Linked DNA regions of Rattus norvegicus: region 1 is linked to region 2. A link is a contact called in public Hi-C data. All regions are on one chromosome and are shown on one strand. Each heading gives the region's core, a stretch centred on a gene start, on an enhancer-like site or on the middle of the called end of the contact. The rest is flanking DNA. Distances are from core to core; before and after follow the strand shown.

Region 1 (3,339 bases), core at 702-3,201, 320 kb before region 2:
CCTTATTTTTAAACCTGGAAATCCTACTGGGCTTCACAGTTATTTTTCACTTCTAGAACTTGAGGTCCATACAGAAGCCGTTCTTTATTCTTACGTTTTTTTTCTTTGTGTGTATATGTGCATGTGTGTATGTGTGCATATATGTATGTGTGCATGTGTGTATGAGTGTATGTGTGTATGAGTGCATGTGTGTATGTGTGCATATGCACATGTGTGTATGAGTGCATGTGTGTATGCATGCATGTGTGTATGTCTATATGTATGTAAATGTGTATTAATATATGTATGTGTGCATGTGTATGAATATATGTGTGTCTGTGTGTATAAGTGTATGTATGTATGTGTACATGTGTGCATGTGCGTATGTGTATGTATGTGTGTGTTTATGTGTATGTGTATATGTCCATGCGCATGTGCATTTGCGTGCGCGTGCATTGAGAGATCAGAAGTCAACATCAGGTTCCTTTCTTCATTGCTACCCACCTTGTTTTTTGAGGCAGGACCTCCAGCTAGAACACTGTGATTAAGGGAAGCCAGCTGGCTAGAAAACTCGAAGAGTTGCCTATCCCTGCCTCCCTGGCACTGGCACTGAAGGTACACACCACTGCACCCCACCTTCGTTATAGTACTGAGGATTGAACTTGGGTCCTCAAGCACTTTACCAAGTGAGCCATCTCCCTAGCTACTTATAAGTTTTCAAAGTCCTGAATCAACCAAATGTCCTTCAATGCTGAATGGAAAAATAAGGTTCAGACATCCATGCAATGGAATGTTGGATAGCAACATAAAGAATAGAGTATTGATAGGTACGATAATATGGATGAATCTTAAATGCACTGCGCTAAGTGAAATAAGCCATTCTCAAACACTGACGGATTGTGACATCACTTGTAGAACACTCTGGGAAGGGCAACAAACAGAACCTGACTTCAGCTCCGCACCTTCCAGCTCTGGACAAATGACTTCACCTCTTGGACCTGACAACTGCCCCTCCCTTGGGGAGAGCTCAGGTGAGCCCCTATGGAGCTGTGTAGGGAGCATGGATCAGGAATGATAAGTGTTGTTAGCACAACTGTCATAATTGCTGTACTTGTTACAGAGAGAAACAGGAAGGACAGAGGCTCCAGTGAAGGTGTGGGTGAAGCAGCCAGGGTGGGAAGGAGGGCAGAGTCACTGAGGAGCTATGAATAGTAACCCAAGACAACTTCCTGTTTGAGACTCACCCGAGTCTTCATCTTCCCCAAGGCATGGACAATCCAGCTCCTTGAGGATTCCAGCCTGCAGCCCAGGAGACCCTGAGGACAGGAAACTGAGAGGAGCAAATGCAAGAAGAAGTGGGAACAGTGGGGAGACAGGAACCAGAGAGATGGCTTAGAGGTTAAGAGCACTGGCTTCTATTTCAGAGGATGTGGGTTCAAATCCCAGCATCTCCATGGTGGCTCACAACTGTCTGTAACCACAGTCCCTGGGGACCTGACACACTCCAGGGATACCAGAAATACACATGATACAAACATGAATGTGGGAAACACACATACACATAAAATTAATAATAAAGACACATCCTGGGAAAGGAGGGGACAGAGAAGAGCTAGAAAAGGGGGTACGATGAGGATGGTGGGGAAGGGGACCCCATTTCCCAAGCTCAGAAGCCTGACTGACACAGTGCCCAACTGGCCAGAACTGGCCTGCTTCTTGCACTAGGAGACCCAGAAACTCTTCTATCTCAGGCAAACCAGGAGGTGGGCACCGACCTGCCCCAAATCTACCAATAGACCCAAGCATGTAATTCCCGCTCCCTCCCCCAGCCTTCCCTCCAACCATCTGCCAGGCCCTAGACTCATGCATCTTACCCACTTCCAGAAGGATCTACTAGGATCCAGCTCTTTCCCCTGGCTTCCCCGTGTTCCCAGGGTCCTCCTGAAGCCTCAGCACGGGCTTTGCCCAAACTCCCAGCAGTGACAGATGTGGCCCTCGTTTCTCCAGCTCTAATCCCTCGCTGCCCTCTGTCTAGAGGATTAGCTTCCCAGAAGCCCCAGCAGCAGGGAAGCTGGGCAGATGCTGGACACCCATGTCATGTGACCACAGAAGCTAGAGACAGGAGGAAGGGGTACACAAAGAAACCCGACAAAAGACAGCCACCAGGATCCGACCCTCAGGCCTTTAGAATCCTTCTGAGTTCACACCAGTTCACCAGTCGCCTCTGAGAACAGAGTGTGAGCCTTTCTATTAAATGCTCAGGAGATCCACTGTTACCTGGAAGTGAACGCTCTTGGTGTCATTGTAAGTGGGGACAATTGTAACGACAGTTAGTTAAGGAGGAGAGTGCTTCCAAAGCAGAAGCCTGGGACCTGCCCCCAGGGCTCTGCCAAGACTGGTACTCATGACTTGGCTCTGGTATCAAACGCCCAATCTGGTCCTAAGGCTGACTTTAGATTTTTCTTAGTGAACTTTCTGGAATATCAGAAGACAGCTCACAAGAGGTGGTTTTTTTCTTTCTGCTGGGTGGGTCCCAGCACCTTTACCTTCTGAGCCATCTGTGTCTTTGATCTGCACAGGAATTGCACAAAGAAGAAAGAGTCTAGTTTGTCTTGTCACACTTTCCATCCATCCAAAAAAATTCCCAGGAAATTCCCAGGCTTTGATTGGAACACAGGACTCCCACCCCCACCCCCAATGCCTTCCTCTGCCTCCATCTGACTGTGAGGTCCTCCAGGGCAAGGATAGCATGTCAAAGCTAGGGCTGATAATCTGAGTCAGTAGTTTACTGCAAGGGACATACCTGTGTCCCAAAGACACCACTGTCTTCTGTGGCACGCCTCCTGGATACTCAAGTTAACCCAGCTCTGGAAGCAGGTGTTTCTCCCTTGTAAATCGGGGTTATTTCCATTTCAGTCCAAAGAGAATCCTCACCATGTCATATAGCAAATCACCACTAGATGGCAGCATGTGTACATGGAATTGTCCCAGCTTGCTCTTCCTTTAAAGGTATTTTACTGGAGAATTGCTCTTCAGGTTCTGTACTCATTAAACAAGAAAGATCAAACATACACACTCACACATATGCACACTCATACACTTAAACACACACATTCACATATTCACATATATACAGAGATACACACCAGCACACACACACACATACACACGTACCAGTACACAGACATATACACACCAGCACACACATACGCACACTAGCACATAAACACACATACACACACATGTACACATTAGCACATAAACACACATACACACACTAGCACATAAACACACATACACACACATATACACATTAGCACATAAACACACACATACTTACATTCACAGCCACACATGCAC
Region 2 (3,318 bases), core at 331-2,830:
ACTACGTTACAGGAGAGGCAAATTAACTGAGAAGTTCAATGAACATCCGTTAAGGTGGAGTAATTTTAAAAGTATGCATGAAGCAAAATGACAAGTTATGTATTAAAAGCACAAGACATATTTACGACTATCATCGATATTAAAAACTTTTTAAATGTTCAGATTTTGTCAACTTTAACCTAAAAAAAAAAAAGGTAAAATAGACTCCAGGAAATAAAACCTTCAGATCAACAGAGGGGAATCTTCAAGCCAAATTCAAAGTGCTCATTTAAAAGACATTTATGTTATGAGACCATTTAAACTCATGTTATTCGACAACAATGCCACACAGCCAAACCATATTTCTGGATGCAGCAAATATACTAACATGACTGGAATCCTTTGACATAAACATTTTTGCAAAAAAAAAAAAAAGAAAGAAAAAAGAAAAAGAAAATTACAAAATAAAGTCATTTAAATAAGATTTATAAGGACTGCTGGGAGATTTGGGAAGTCAGTACTAGCCCCTCCCTCACTTTTAGTGAACATCCCTAAGCAAAATGTTGAGAGACCGGCTTTTAAAAGATCCAACGAAAGCTAACGGTTATCTCAAAGCTGGGGAGTGTCAAGTCCTTAATCACTACGACTGACTCCTGACACATTCTGTTTCTAAAGGGCAGGGGAGGAAAAAACTCAAACAGGTAACGAGAAAGGACTGAACCTTTCAAGAACCCCTGGGCTTTCGTCTTAAAATTCTGGCCACATGGATACTACCGTGGAAGAAAAAGAAGCGCTTTTCTAGTCTGGAGCGCCTATGACATTCTCAGAATTACCTAGCTCAGGCGCCGCTCAAAACCAAGTGTCACGGCCTCTAGTAGTCATTTTTTCCTTCAAATCCCGGCTCGAATCATGCAGGTTGGGGATCGGGCGGGAGGCACCCCCCATACCTCGGTCCCTCGGCTCCGACTCCCGTAAAAGTTTGCTCCGGGCTCAGGTAACCCTAAGACTTGCACCCCGCCCTCGGCTCACCCCACCCCCTCGGGCGCGACCCCGTATCAACACATCCCACTCCTGGCAAGGCGAGATGCGGGCCAGGCCTAACCGCAGGCCTAGGGGCAAGCACCGGAGTCAGGGGAACGTCTGAAACCCTTAGCCCGGCCGGGCCGCGGACAGCGGCAGGCGGAGGCGGGAAAAGCACCCTGAAACCGGCAGGCCGCACGGAGGACAGCGGACCGAGGGACCGGGGCACCGGAGGGGCTGATAAGGATGAGCGAAAGAAAGGAGGCGCCGCGGCCGGACTCAGGCCCACGGCTGCGCGGCCGGTCCGAGCAGAAGCCGCCCCCGGCCCATCCCCACCCCCACCCTCGGGCCTCGGAGCAAAGACCCAAACTGCAGGCCGGGGCGCCGAGCCTGGACCCGGCCGAATCCGGTCAGACCGGGACTCCAGGCCCCTCCCCCCACGGGCCAGCGCGAGACTCACCAGGGCAGAGCGGGGGGCCGGCAGCCTGGCCCGTGAGAATCAGCGCGAGGCGCTTTGAAAACGACTAGAAATGGCGCGCGCGCCACCCCCTCCCCCCCTGCATGGACAGAGACGCGATCCCGGCAGCACGCGGGGTTTCCCGGAACTGCTTCCAGGGACTCCATACGGCCGAGCAATCAGTTCAGGAGGCTGCCTGATAGGCAGCTCAGCGGACCAATCAGAGAGAGGGAAAGCGGCCCTCGCGTCGGGGACTCGGAGGACCAATCGGTGTGGCCGTCAGGCTGAGCCAATGAGGGTTCTCAGCGCCACTGGCTGAGGCGCCTCCGGGGCGGGGGCATGCACACAAAGGGGTCTGTTGGTGGGAGCCCCTCGTAGTGGCGAGGCTGCGGGGCAGCCGGCCTTGCGTGGCCGAAGCTCCTCCCTCTCCGTCTACCCGGGTTATGAGGTTGAAAATTTAGGCCTCGCGCCGCGTGGCCGCCACAGGAGCCCCGCCCCCTCGGGTCCCTGCGGCCACGCTCCGCAATGGCGCTGCTACCCGGAGCGGGAGTCCCTTACCCCAATCCTCCCTCCGGCCGTGCTGGCCGGCCGCAGAGTGTAGGTCCCAAACACACCCATCACCTCACGCTCCGCTCCATCGCTAGATCATCTTGGCTCTAGTCAAAAGACAACTTAAAGAAGATTCGACTCGTGTCGCTGGAGGTTTTCCTGTAGAAAAGCATCCCTTAGAAGGATCAGAGAAACTGCCTGTTTCCCTCCCTGGCACTTTTCCTCACAATAACGTGGATCTGACTCAAGAGTGATGTTAACAGGAAGCAGGGACCCTTCAGAGTTTGGAGAACTGAGTAGGTAGGGTACTGGATCTACGTACGACTGAAAGCCAGGCAACGGGCAAAAGGTTCATTTCCCCCCTAGGAGAGTAATACCTTTTATTCATAAGCCTCTCACCTGTCACTGTCACTCCTGTCCCAAACCCAACACCACCTCAGTGAAGAAGGTCAAAGGTTCTGCTTCCAAATGTATCAGGAGAACGTGTTTCTCAAACCAAAATATAATTATTGTTTGTCTACCCATGCGTTTTTGAATGGACATCTGCACCTGATACGAACTTGACGGCCAATGTGGCAGTGTTGGGAGGTGGGGCCGGTAGTGGGAGGTGTTTCAGGCATTAGGACTCCACCCTCAAAGGATTAAAGCTGAATGATAGGCCTCCAGGCTGCGAGTTAGACGTCTAGCTCTGATTTTCTCTGCATCTTTTGCGCTTCCAGCATAGGGTGTCCCAGCACGAAGGCCCTTCTCCCCACATGCTCTCAACGTTGCACTTCCCTACTTACAGAACTGTAAAATGTAAGTCCCGTCCTAGGGACTGGAGAGATGGCACAAATGCAAGGTTAAAATCCTGACTTTGAATCTCCACTCGAGTAAAAAGCCCGGGGTGACCACATGCATGCACCTGTAAATTCCAGTGCTGATGTGGGCTACAACAGGAGAATCCCTGTAGCTTGCTGCAAGGTTAGCTCCAGGCTCAATGAGAGACCCTATCCCAAGAGAATAAGGCAGGGGAGTGAAAGAGCAGGACATCCACTTTTCTCTGACCTTGGTCTGCACTTACCTTCACACACACACACACACACACACACACACACACACACACACACACACACACACGTAAGCAAACACAACATTAAATAAAACCCTCTTCTGTATAAATTATCCCATCAGAGGTATTCTATCACAAGGCCATCTGATACCTATTAGGTGTCCAGTACCAAGCCAATATTAAGGGATGTAAAACACAGATATCCTGGGAGCTGAGGCTGCAGTTCAGTGTCAGAGCAGGTTCTCCCATACAAAGGACTCTG

What was found. A called contact is a pair of places that touch in the nucleus more often than the background predicts.
Region 1: a Hi-C map of kidney shows a contact between it and region 2, with 5 times the contacts expected there. The contact joins the promoter of Lactbl1 here to the promoter of Hnrnpr in region 2.

The regions. Positions count from the first base shown.
Region 1 is chr5:154,144,800-154,148,138 of GRCr8, reverse strand. Lactbl1 (lactamase beta like 1) reads right to left here and starts at 1,951. Exons shown (of 8, transcript NM_001401838.1): 1 at 1,858-1,951; 2 at 1,224-1,295. The coding sequence starts at 1,235. LOC120103012 (a long non-coding RNA gene) reads left to right here. Exons shown (of 6, transcript XR_010066690.1): 3 at 895-1,010; 4 at 1,246-1,377.
Region 2 is chr5:153,824,781-153,828,098 of GRCr8, reverse strand. Hnrnpr (heterogeneous nuclear ribonucleoprotein R) reads right to left here and starts at 1,580. Exons shown (of 11, transcript NM_175603.3): 1 at 1,460-1,580.